Regions from separate parts of the Nothobranchius furzeri genome. Here region 2 is linked to region 1. A link is a contact called in public Micro-C data. All regions are on one chromosome and are shown on one strand. Each heading gives the region's core, a stretch centred on a gene start, on an enhancer-like site or on the middle of the called end of the contact. The rest is flanking DNA. Distances are from core to core; before and after follow the strand shown.

Region 1 (6,838 bases), core at 2,015-4,514:
TAAACTAGGTAAACCTAAATAAACCAAATAGAGTTGTAGATAAAGGTTAGCTAATTAAATCTGAGCATCATCGTGGATATTTACAGCCATGAGCCATGAACTAAAATAAATAAAGCTGAAATTATAAATACATAAAGTTCTGCACCAACGTAAACGTTCTATAGTTAAAAGCAAATATACTCAGCTCGATATCCACTTTTTTCATCAATATCTGATAAATGCTGTGCCTCCCCTCATAAAACAAAGGAAAAGTCAAACATTTTAGGTTACTAACGTCACTAAGCCCTAGTCCACACGTAGCCGGTTTTTTAAAAAACGAATATCAGCCCCTCCAAAAACTTGCATCCACACCACCTTGTTTTAAAAAAAAACTCTGTCCACACGTACCCGGATAAATACGTTGTTAAGGACATGCCAGACCTGTAGGTAGCAGTACTTCCCCCGTTCTTAACCTCGTCCTTCGTCTGTGGTCTTCCGCAAGGAGCAGTAATTCTGCTTGCAAAAACAAACAAGCAAAAAGCGCTTGGACAATTGATAAAGCGAGCGCAGCTCTGAGGGCATCCATGATGTCGGCTAGTGTAAACACAGGTCGCACACGTGATGTCAGCATTTTTTTGTCGCGGAAAGTGACGTTGCGGACCTTAAAACTCCGGGTTTGTCTGTCCACACGCAGACACCCAAAACGGAGAAAACGCAGATCTTCACTTTGGCCGGAGTTTTTCAAAAGATCCGTTTTTGTGTGAAAAAACTCAGTTTTCGTGTGAATGACAGGCCAAAACGTAGAAAAATATCTACGACTTGGCAGATCCCCGGCTACGTGTGGACAGGGCCTAAGACGTGTGTATGTATTTTACCTTTTTCTTTATATTGCAGCTATGCTGATAACACATTTAAAAAGATCTTCAGATAAGAAAAGCAAGCCTTGGGTGAAGATTCTTGTTTCTGTTTGATTTGTTTTTTAGCTGGCTAGCTGAACGTAGCTTTGTTCGGAGGACAGAGTATCACTACACGGGGAAAATCTCTCCTTCACATTTTGTGCCAAAGCAACTTAAATATCTCTAAAACAATAGCTCAGATCTGTCATATTTTGACATTTTTGGAGAGCGGAAAAATAGCAGAAGATTTTGATGTATAATATGTGTATGTTATGTAAAAGTTGTGTCATTAAAGAGCAAGTCACCCCCTACCAGATTCTTACTCAACTCCCACTTCCTGTTTGAAAAATGCCACAAATGCTGTAGCCTAGCAGACCGAGAGGGTGGAGCCACTAACATACACACACACACACACACACACACACACAGGCTCACAACAACATTGTGACATCATATGGTACCAGCTAACGTTCTAGGGTACCTCTTAGCCAATAACGATGGCAGATTTAAATTCTAATTCAGTGCAGAGTTTTACCTGACAACGACACAACACTGACAGTTTTAGGCAGAAAATTAAAATTTTAACTAAAATGCACTAAAGTGCAAAACTATTGATTACACGCGTCTGCAGCATGATTAGACACGCATTTATACAGTTTATCAGAAAAAATAAAGTTTATTTGGGGGTAACTTGCTCTTTAAAAGCCTGAAAACCGATATCGATTTTTTTTAACATTAAATTTTAATGCCAATATCGGCCGATAATAACGGCAGGACCATAAAATGGAACATCCTGAATAGAAACTAAAAGAAATCATTTATTTTGCTGCAAGACATTCTCCATTGCTCTGCTTTCCCCCGTTGAAGGATCATAAGCATCCTTTTGAATTTCCATAGAAAGGCATGGGAAAATAAAAGAGGAGCAGAATATGAGGTAAATTAATTTAATGGACAGTTATGTTGAACTTCCTTCTCTTAGTGCTAAAAGATATTTTTTCATGGTGAGAGGCATGTGACCTCACAGATGACTTATGGTTTGAGCTGCATTCCATTTCTGCAGCCTTGTAGGTTTGTAAAGCTGCCAACGAGCTATAGCCTATAGGCTGACTAATATTACCAACGTACTTTATGAACCACTGGATGGATTTTGATGTAGCTCACAGAAAAAACAGTATTGATCCATTTCTGGAGTCAACTCAGTTCAAGATGGCTACCAAATCTAACCAAAACATCACAGAAATGCCCATAACTGTCTTTTATAGAGACGAAAAAATCATCTTGGGATCACAGACAGTAAACATCCAAATATATCTGATGGTTGGAAGTTGTGGCATCCTTTTTTTTATTAGGGTTTCAAAAACGTAATTAATACAGAAAAATATCAAATTCTAAAAGAAAACATCATCGTTTCGGTAAAAAATGGAGCCAAATGAATATGACATTCAGACCACAACCCAACATCCAAAGAACAGATCAGGCATTGGCTACAAAAGAACAAATGGTTTACAGAAAAAATACCTTTTTGCCCAAGGATTGGGTGGAAATTCTACCACTGAATGCCCATTTCCTTCATCACAAGTGTATACGACCTGAGTGCTTCTTGCCAAAGGGCTGCTGCTAAATATCGAACCTGCACAGAGCACTTTTTGTCTTAGACCTCAAGTCACTCACCCAGCATTATTCTTTTTGCAGCAGATGTGCCAGACTTTTAGAAAAGTTATGATTAGAAAGCAAACAGGCAAAATAAGATGATGAATGAGCTAAAATATTCCTAGAAATTGTTTTTTTTTTGTATTGAATAAATGCCAAACTGAACTAAATGTTTACTAAACTTGCAAAAAAGCACCAAACTTCAACTTGTTGGATGTTGTTGTAAATAAAACCACTTATATATTCATATATTTACTCTAAATGTGTCAGATTTACTTAATTTAGCATGCCTACATGCAATATGAAGGATTTACTCAACCAGCTGTCTTTCATTAAACAGCAAATTTCCTCCACCCGACACTCTAGTTTCACTCGTAGTGCGCTGGGGAAAGCGCCCCTGAACTGCAGCTCAACAGCCAATCACATTTGGTTGATAGGGAAAACTGGAGAATTCTGGAACCATTAGAATTCGTGAATTGAATGCCTCTGGGGCGCTAGCAGACAGCTCGCCAGCTTACAGAAAACAACTAGCTAGCATGCTAGAAGTTGCTGGATCTCATTTTTGCTCTCTCTGTCACATCCTCGTTCACACACACTCACCGTTGGTTTAATTTAGAGCTGAAATCACAACTGTAGCTTTAAATTGTGTTTATTTGTTCTCATTTTATGGGATTATATTGTTTAAAACAATATTTCTAATTCAAATCCTATGCTGTGTTACTGCCACCTACTGGCTAAGAAGAGTATTGCACTTTGAGCAAGTGATTTAGACACAGGATTATTGAATGCTGTCGCTCCTAAAAGCTCACACAGAAGCATATGTATTTATTTGATTATTATTACAGTTACATCTACTTTATCTGTAAATTTAAATATTTACTTTTTGTAAAACAACTTATTTGGAGGAACTGTTCACTATTATGGATTAAAAGGCAAATATTTCTCTGCATGTAAGAGACACTCCCCAGCCAAAACAAGTTTAAGCTGTTTTGAGCAACATGAGGTGATAATAATGCGACATGTTTTATTATCATGACGTATGAAGAACCACACGTTTCTCTGAAAGGCAGATGTGCAGAGAATACCTGAGAGGCTATCAAAGCCACAATGCCTGCGGGGCGGCCTTTTGAATCCTGATCAAGTAAAGTCCAATAAATTCACTTTGGAGAGTAAAAAAGTGAAACCATGTAAAAAGTAATGACCCCTGCTGTTGTGTTTGTCGAATGCAGGAACACGGTGAGAGGCTGGCGTGGTGCAACGATCTGTTTTTCCACACCAAACTCACAACAGGGAACACATTATTCTTTAATTATTTTTGTGCTTTTTTCCCGTTCTGAGAAAGGCAGCTGTAATCATTTCCTATTTAAAATGGAAATGTTACATTCGAGCTTTTTTTCCCCACATGTGAAGTAGAAACCCAGCCAGCATGAATAGGTGGGACCAATATGCAAATACATGGACAAACCATAAGGGTGCCAACAGGGTTTATCCATGGTTTCCATGGTGACCATCTGAGTCTCCCAGAAAACCCTTGTAGGCCCTGTTAAATAATATGTGGGGAAAATTGCCATGGGGCCATCATGGAAACCGTGGACAAACCCTATTGGCACCCATACGGTTTGCTCATATATATCCATATGGGGCCCACCTGTGCTTGGTGGCTGGAAAAAAGCAGATTTTTGTTTTCTTTCTGGAATTAATTCATTATCACATTGTCACTTAGCCAGAGCACAACGCCCAAAGGCATTAATTAGTCCCGACGTTGACCAGATTTTAAAATTAAATAAAAATGCTGAGCTGTGTAGAAAACAAGCAGGTCAGCGTTTGAGGTGATGCAGCAGAAACGCCAGCCAGTGACTCGGATTGTTCCCCCTTCAACTGAGAGATGACCCAAGCGGAGACTCGTGATCCTCCGGGAATTAGTGATTGTTTTCCCAACACGAGAGGCCAACTCCCCTTCCAATGTCAGGACTTCCAAGCTGAAATTATTTACACATCAGTGGTGATGGTTGCCGTGGTGATGCAAGACTTAATGGCTTGGCAGTAATAAAAAGAGCAGCAGTGAGTCACATTCTTATTTACTCAGCAGCTGATGGGATGTTCAGGCAGACTCGGTCCACGGTGGGAGCCTCAGACGTGAGAGGGTCACTGTTAGCATGGAAACGAGAAGCCTGTGTCTCTTTTTTATGTTTTTATTTTTTTTATTTACCTGGTTAAAATTTTAATTTAAGGTAATTGGATGAGATTTTATACTCTAAAGGGTTCAGAGACTCTGGAGTTTGGTATTTTACAGTCAGGATTCTGGCGTATTCTCTAAATAATGTAGACACTGTTCAGATGTGTGTTTTGGGTCATTAATGCTATTTTAATACTCATTAAGCCTGGTACCTTGATTCAGTTGACTTGACAATCGGCTGCTATGCAAAAATTTAAGTGTTTGAAAAAAATCTAATGAATTAAAATTGTTACTGATTTGAATGTAAAAGACTTTTCCAAGTGATGTCAAACTTTTAAGCGATATGGCCGTGGTGGGAGAAGTACGGTTGTTGTGGAATGTGTAAAAACATTTTTTAATTATTATTCACGATTATAATCAGCCACTTTGAGTTTTTCATGCAGGCTGAACATGAAAACAGTCTCCTACACCTATCTCCTGCATTAGCTTCTGATAGAAAATAGATGGTGAAACTCTATAATTTGAAAATCTTTACAGATCTGTCACGCTGTGATTTGCCATTCATGGACTCACGCATCTGGACTCGCGACGGGGAAGGCAGTTGTTGTTTAAATGTCAGGGAAACAGCAGAGGACGTCTCGGCTAGCTTAAGCTAATCGTTAGCATTAGCGACTTCACCACACAACAGGAGCTCCTCCAGGCTTGTGTTATTTGTGGAGATAAAACATCAACGTTGCAAGTTAGTGGTAGAGTCTCGCGTTGCTGCCCTCCAAATGGAGACAAGATGCCCAAATATGAAGAAATACGACTCCAAATCCTGTAGATATTTGGTGCAACATTGTGTAGATTCAGTAACATAAATCGTGTGTTTAAAATGTTTTAAATCTGTTCTAAATCACTCTGATGGCTGCGGATTCACTTTACTCAGTGTGCACTCCTACATGAGAGGACACTGATGAGTCTGAGCTTCCACAGTTGCTGTGAACTTTTGAGCTTCATGGATGACTGTAACAAGATGGTTTTTTTTTCTTGATGCATATCTTTATTTTTACCCAGTCCATTGTGGCACTAAGTGTGCAGAAACCCCTTGCCTCTAGCTGCAGGACCCACATGGTTTAGTTCTGCAGCAGCTTTTTTGTCTCTCTCACCATAGAGGCAAGGCAGCTTCATGTGTATAGCATATTTCATACACAGAGGCAATTCAATGTGCTTTCTAGGAGCAAGAACATTCAAATCAACGCAACAACATGAAACAGCAGCTTTTAAAGTCATAAAGAAAATACACAAATAAATCAAATTAGTTGTAAGAATAAGAAAAAAAGAAAAGTTAAATACCGAGCAGTTACAGCGCAGAAGGTGCGACATGAGAAAGATTCATTCAAAGGCTGATGAATACATGAAACTGTTGAATTTTGATTTAAAAGTTACCATAGGAGGCCATTCAGGGTTGCAGTGAACATGAAAAGTTAGTGTGGGTTAAAGTGCAAGAGCATCCTTTCACTACTAAAGTTCAGCTTTGCTTGTTCTTCTAAAAGTCCTCTCTCTCTCTCCATCTCTCTCTCTCTCTCTCTCTCTCTCTCTCTCTCTCTCTCTCTCCGTCTCTCTCTCTCTCTCTCTCCATCTCTCTCTCTCTCTCCATCTCTCTCTATCTCTATCTCTCTCTCTCTCTCTCTCTCTCTCTCTCTCCCCGTCTCTCTCTCTCTCTCTCTCTCTCTCTCATTGCATCATGGCTGCTGGAGGTTTTTAGTTGTTAAGGAAAACCAAATGCGACCATGCATGCATATTTTTTTCCAGATTAAGTTCTCGTTAAACCATAGAAGAACGAATCAGATTTGCATGTATGCAAACAAGACAAACCAGATATTTTACAGCGTGTGACATCATAATGTGGTGAATGACAATTGTACTATAACTATAAGGCATCCGTCCCTTTTACTCTGATGGGGCATCACTGAAAGAGGACCAAGATGGAGTGTTTCTTCCTCAATAGCCTCATGACGGATGAATCACTCGAATAATCTCTGATCCTGGAAATTTGATTAATCCCATTCCATGACAACAATGAAAACATTGCGAGCAGCCGAGTGCTCCCCTGAATGCTGATGATGGAGCTAGCAGCCGTGACAAACGCTGGCTA
Region 2 (6,838 bases), core at 2,248-4,747, 37 kb after region 1:
TAAGATATTACCAAAGGCTACATTGAGGCTATCATTTTCAATGTCCACATGAATGTTAAAATCCCCCACTACAATGACCTTTTCAGTATTTAGCACCAAATCAGATAAAAAATCAGAGTCAGGGCCTGATGGAAGATATAAAACTACAAACAAGAGTGGTTTTACAGTTTTGCAATCTGGATTAGGAAAACTAAGAATAAGGTGTTCAAAAGAACTGTAGCTATTAATTGGTAAGGGGTTGATTAATAGGTCTGAATGAAGAATGGTTACTACTCCTCCTCCTCGCCCTGTACTTTGAGCAATATGATTTAAACAATTTGAAGGAGTCACCTCGTTTAAACTAACATAGTCCTCTTGCTGCAGCCAGGATTCTGTGAGAGACAGCAAAGCAATCTGATTATCACAACTCAAGTCATTAACTAACAGAGTCTTAGAAAAAATGGATCTAATGTTCAACAACCCGCATTTAATTTTTCTAATTTTCTACTCAGTTGAATTTGTTCTAATATTTATGAGATTTCCATGATTTGCTTTATTAAGCCTGATATTTAATCTGTGTGATTTTGGCCGTGGGCAGGACACTGTCTCTATGGGGTAGTGGGTGTGTATCAGTACAGAAGCTGCAGAGGGGTGGGTTAAACTACGACTCTGCTTCCTGGTCTGGACCCTGGGTTGTCATGGAGGACTAATAAAACTGGCCATGTTCCTAGAAAGAAGAGCTGCTCCATCCAAAGAGGTATGGATGCCGTCTCTTCGCATCAGACCAGGTTTTCCCCAAAAAGTTTTCCAATTATCAATGTAGCCCACGTTGTTTTCAGGACACCACCTAGACAGCCAGCGGTTGAAGGACAGCATGCGGCTAAACATGTCACACCTACAACAGCGTCTTGGGCAAGCCCACTGCTGTATTGACCTTGGTAGTCCAGCGGTTAAAGTGACTGCTTAGGCATACTATCCACTGGACTACCAAGTCTCCTACTGGACAATAGTTGCCTGACACACAACACACATATCCTGTGCACATGCTGGTCGTTACGTGCATCTTTATAGACAAGACACATGGTTTTTACGGTGGTGTTTTTCCCCCAATGCAAAAGCAATTTGTCAGAATATCCCAGTTTCAAGACAGACTAGGTTGAGGGGGAGGAGAAATGGGCAAATTTCTTCAGTTTGCAGTAAAATTTGACCAAATTGAAGCTGAGGCAGAAAAACGTCTGAAGGCAGCCAAAAACGGGTTTGGGGGTATTTCTCATGAGGAAATGACAATATCACATCATAAAAAGCTCCAAAAAGTGGATTTTCTATGATATGGCTCATTTGAATATTAGAAACACATTTTATTAAAAAAAAACTTTTGGTTTTTTGTTTGCATTTTTTTAGCCAAAATAAAAATAAAGTGGTGGATTTTTGAAAAGGAGTCACAGTAATTAGAGATTAATAGAAAGGAGCAGATTGTACTATCATTCAGCAACACAATGAAGGGAAAATGACTAATTTGTTACGCAATGTGTAAAATATTATGCACAAATGTGGTAAATACATTACATCTACTGAATATTCTATTCCCACATCAGAAAGTCTTTATGGTTTGTGTTCAAATCCACCATGGAATAATGTCGGTTCCTCTACGCAGGCTGTCGTGTACGAGAAGCCTGGCTTTGAGGGCTCCTCTCTGGAAATCGACAGCGATGTTTTCAGCTTCTGCGAGGCTGAAGGAGGAGGCATCGCCGCAGACGGAGCGAACCTTGACACAAACAACCTGAAATCTGTTGGATCATTAAAGATTATTGGAGGATTGTGAGTCTCCGTCTCACCGTGCTATTCTTAGTGACTTGAAGCTCTGAGCAAAGTTTACACAAAACTTCAATAAATACATATTTTTTCATTATGCAACGTGGTTTAAATCTACCAATGTGGCTCTGAAGAGAAATCCATCAACGTGTTTTTTCCTGTTGCAGCTGGGTGGGATACAGCCAGCCTGGGTTTGAGGGTCAGCAGCACATCCTGGAGGAAGGAGAGTACCTGGATTGCAGCGACTGGAGAGGCGCTGAGCTTCTGTCACTGCGACCGATTATTTCTGTAAGTTACCATAAATACACCAATATATTATAAACAGCATGTAAGACATTCTGTTGAAGTTGTTAGTTTAGCTCAGCCTTGTGCGTGAAGGACAGAGGGTGTATATATTATAGGCTGAATACATAGGGTCCATCATTAATTTGTATTTTTGCGCTACTTCTGCATCTGCTGGTGTAAAAAAAAAGAGAAGGGTGCAATTATTTTTGCAGCGCACCAATCACTAAGCTCCTCAGCCTTCTGCTATAAATCAATTCATCGCCATGGGAAACCAAACCAATAACCGCGGGTATAAACTTCACAATATAATTGCTTGGACGTCTTGCAGGGCAATCAAATATCTGAGCATTGTGTGCGGGGGGGTTTACTTTTCTTCAGATATGGAATACAAAACAAAGGAAATCCACAAATGGAAATCGATGAAAGAAAAATCCCTCCCGCAGCTCTCGGATGTTCGGCTTTTCTAAAACAAACTGGTTTATTGGCTAAAATGTTAAATCCCAAAGCTGCACTGGAGTCAAAACAACAGTTTGAAGCATCGCTTCAAACAAACGTTTCAGGTTCAGCTGAGTGTTTGGGGGTTTCAAAAAAATGTAACTGGTGCCCTGTGGCATGCTGAGAATTTGTCCTGCTCCTCAAGTGAGATCATTTCTGAAAACCCCTGTCTCACTAAATCTGTCATGTCCTATATATTTTTCCATTTGGCCCTAATTATCCTGTTCTCTTGTAGGATTTCTTGTCCCCTCTCATGAAAATGTTCTCCGATAAAAACTTTGGCAAGCTCGGTGTGAACGTTGACCTCACGGCGCCCGTTATCAACATGGACGACACAGGCTACGGCATGAAAACGCAGTCCATCGATGTCCTCGGTGGTGTGTGAGTACTTTTTTCTGCGTTTGCTGAAGGCACGTCTCATCCCTTCATATGCAAAACTTCCAGTGTTTTTCCAACCCTGCAACCTTTGCATTAGTCGAGACCAAAGTTCCTGCTTCCTCTCGTGTTGGTTTCTTGCCATTTAAAGGTGCCCAGGTGTAACGGCAAAAGCCGCCACACCCAAACAGACAGGCCTCGACAGATACGCGAGCTCACTAATGTTTTAAAGCTTCCACGCATCACTTCCCTGTTGGGGTGTGATTGTCCTGCCTCACGCTCGGGAAAGTTGGGAAAGTTCAGTTTTACTTAGATGGCACATGTCTGGTTTTGTTTATGTTGTGATCAGCCAAAAAAAGCAAAGAGCAGGAAGAAAATCCGAAGCAAATCAGGAAAATGAAATGCAGAACATGCGTTGGTGACTGTTGCTTCCCATGGGAGAATCCAACAAACGTGGAGGGGAACACTGTGTCCTCCTTTAGCAGGAAGGGTTTTACTGCTAGCCTCACCCACGTGTTCCTCTGATTGGCTCTGTGGTTTGAATTGGACTCGCGGTGGGAGGCTTTGTTTGTACCCTTGCACATCATGAATCCACAAAAGCAACACAAGGTTTCAGCCACTTTAGACCCGCCACGTTTGCCAAGACAACAAATGCTGACACGCTGCGAAGTGGGAAGCTACTATGCACTCGGATCCAGACCGAGTTGTTGGCTTTTCTGATGCATTTGCACAGCTTCGCCTGAATTCCTGCGGTTCTTCTTTCCAAGGAATTGTGGCCACATCAAAGGTGTCTCTCTGCTGATTAAAATAAAATGAAAGTGGATAAATCTCTCTTCTGATGGAGTAATCGTGCACCGCTTTCTGTGTTCTTGTTTTCACTCCCTCTCAGCTGGGTTGTGTTTGAAGAACCAGGCTTCAGTGGCGAGACCTACATCCTGGAGAAAGGCTTGTATGGAAGCCCGGAGGACTGGGGGGCGCTGCAGCACAGAGTTGGCTCTGCCATGCCGGTCCTGCTGGTAAGAGGGGTGACTCACAAGGAAACCACAACGCCTCACTGTTTTGCTCTGGTGGAAACGTGGCCTGGGTGTTACTCAGACGGTCCAGAAACTGTGATATTTTACATCCAGTTGCTAAAATAGTCTGTGTTTTTACTCAAGTTGCACACTTTGAGAACTTTTGACTTCCCCTGGCAACTCTACCTCACTCTAGATTATATCAGGACTAATCTCAGCACTCACACTTGTGACATAATCGATTATTTAGAATGAATTGTGGAAGTTTTGGAGTAAATCAGGAATAAACTCATGTGCCCGGTTTAGAAAGGAAAACAGGAACGTACATGACTAAAGCGTGGATCATGTAGGTGACTCATAGTGAAAATGTTTTGATTGCAAACCACAAAATGATGAGCAGATGCTTTTAAAGGGGACAAAATATGCTAAATTCTCCTTCTGCATCCTTTTCTACTGCTATGTGGATCTCTACTGCCTCTATAAACAAAAACAAAAAAACATCAGTCTTCTGTCACTGATTTTAGGAATTGTGCAAATAAATTGAGCAGTTTCAAAAAGTCCCCATTTGTGACATCACAAATGTGGAAATTACCGTATTTTCCAGAGTATAAGTCGCACCAACCTTAAAATGTATAATGATGAAGAAAAAAAACATATATAAGTTGCACTGGACTATAAGTCGCATTTTGGGGGGAAATTTTATTATTTTTACAAAATCTGAGACCAAGCATTTCACATTGCAAGACAAGTGCCGGTAACAATAACAGAATAAACAATCAGGGTGCAGCAGCACGCCACGGTCTCCAGCAGAGGATGGCGGTGTTTAACCCCTCCCAGCGGGGCAGAGGAGCTGAAACCTGGACCGGAGCCGGCCCGCAGCAGCGCGGTATACATAATTTGGTATATAAGGCGCTTTGGTATATAAGTCGCAGGACCAGCCAGACTATGAAAAAAGTGTAACTTATAGTCCGGAAAATACGGTACCATATAAACCTCTATCATCTGGAGGTGAGACCTGCTGCTGGAAGAGCAGTGGCTCTACTTCAAAGCCCTCGCGCATATCAGAGTTTCTCAGCCTATAGCAAGCCGAGCAGGGATGGGTGGGCGTGGCTAGTGTTAGCTTTTCTTTTTTTTTAACTGAGCCCTGACACAGCTCAAAGATGCAGGAATCGCTTTATGTGAGAGGGTTTTTGTGCAAAGAACTTCATAACCATAGAACTATTTTAACTTGAGAAAAGTCATAATATGCCCCCGTTTAAAGAATACGTACTGTCGTTTTATACACCAAATTCATGCTCAGAGTTGTAGTCAAATTTTCACCAGAAATTATATTAAATGCAGTTTTACCAAACTAAATGTCCAAAGAGAAATCTAAATAACAAGACTGTTGAAATGTGTCATTTTCTATAGAAATATGATGAATCATCTGCTGTTTTACATTGCTAAGTTTGACTAGAGCTGCTTTTTGATAATCAAGGACAAATTTAAAAAAATGTGGAAAATACTGATGAAAAGAAAATGAATCTAAAACTAACTAACATTATACCTCTGTTCTGAGTCGGATCATATTTATTGTGAACGCTTAATGAAATTAAGCTCTTTTGTTGCTTCCTCTGAAAGGGGTAGGAAGCAATTAGAAACTGATGCAGCATTTCACTTCAGTTTTTTATGATAAAACATGAGGCTGATGAGTAAAAAATAAAGAATGTCCATCACTGTGATGGGGATTTAAAAGATTTCCTCCTGAGTGCGTAAAATCCACAGAGCCCCAGGTTGTTAAGCTTGGCCTTGATGAGGTCGACAGATTCTTCCATTTTTATGATCCAGCTTCAGGCCTAAGGTTAACAGCAGCTCCAAAAATGTTTACGATGCACATTAAACGAAAAGGACAAATCGGATTAGAATCAACTCACTTGAGACCCTAAAGGATTTGCTGATTATTGTATAGGAGCAGAAAATTACAGAGCAGGATGCTCTCTTATAAATATGAACGTTATTAAAATGCAACCCTTCTACTTCCTGTTAGGCTGAAAATAATAATGTGGCTTTTGAAAGTCTGCAAACCTCCAAAGGATGCTAAAACCAATAAAACCTTCTGCAGGAACAGACTCCATACTTCACATTCACTTCCTATTGATTTAGTTTATAACGAGTGGAAAAAACTATTTTCTTCCCCTGTTTTTCAAAAACATTTATATTTTCCCACCTTTTACAGCAGAGTTGTTGCAGATTACTTGTTTCTTTTCCTTTCAGGATGATTTTGTGAGCACAGACAAGTTTAAGGTAGGTTATAAGTGCAAAATAACATGAAAAATAACCTCTGTGTTTTTTGTTCAGTTATTTGGTGACGTCTGTGAGCAGATGACTCAGTCTTCATGCCGTGATCTGTGTCCCTCAGGTGCAGCTTTTCTCCGATCCGGGTTTTCAAGGCTCTGTCCTTGTCCTGGAGGACAGCGCAGTGTCCCTTCAGGATGGTTTCTCCGTAGCTTCCTGCAAGGTTCTGGCTGGCAGGTGAGCTTTGTACCAAGTCCAACGAAAACATTTGCAACCTTCTGAAGGCAGATTTTAGCAGCAGGTATCACTGCTACAAGCCATGCACTTTAATTAATACAATACGAATACTACAAATATTACACTGCAGCATCTATATTAATGCATTAAGTTGCAAAGCTCAGTTAATTAGTAAGAAAGCAACATGATGTTCATCCTATTAATTATGACACAGCTCATAAATCAGCCTGCGGTACAGAATGATGTACGGAAAACCAGAGGTTCTCCCTTGAATTGTTTTTAATCACATTTTCCATGTTCCTGTGTGCTATTGTTTATGCAAATGGATTCCAGCTGGCTGGCATATGAAAGCCAGGACTTCACAGGGA

What was found. A called contact is a pair of places that touch in the nucleus more often than the background predicts.
Region 2: a Micro-C map of tail fin shows a contact between it and region 1, with 2.8 times the contacts expected there. The contact joins two enhancer-like sites. A contact is called at or near these places in 2 of 2 Hi-C or Micro-C datasets (skeletal muscle and tail fin).

Annotation. Positions count from the first base shown.
Region 1 is chr2:7,274,332-7,281,169 of NfurGRZ-RIMD1, forward strand. No RefSeq gene overlaps it. Among protein-coding and RNA genes, the nearest start is that of LOC107377650, 5.9 kb to the left of the region's middle. Within about 2 kb of position 3,265, at least 1 of the 3 cell types and tissues checked has an H3K27ac peak or open chromatin away from gene starts, as enhancers often do. A contact at or near this core is called in tail fin, where this site is marked.
Region 2 is chr2:7,311,289-7,318,126 of NfurGRZ-RIMD1, forward strand. It overlaps LOC107377651 (beta/gamma crystallin domain-containing protein 1), which reads left to right. Exons shown (of 23, transcript XM_015947406.3): 12 at 1,634-1,797; 13 at 1,959-2,079; 14 at 2,807-2,952; 15 at 3,836-3,962; 16 at 6,213-6,242; 17 at 6,358-6,470; 18 at 6,804-6,838. Among protein-coding and RNA genes, the nearest start is that of LOC107377651, 22 kb to the left of the region's middle. Within about 2 kb of position 3,498, at least 1 of the 3 cell types and tissues checked has an H3K27ac peak or open chromatin away from gene starts, as enhancers often do. A contact at or near this core is called in tail fin, where this site is marked.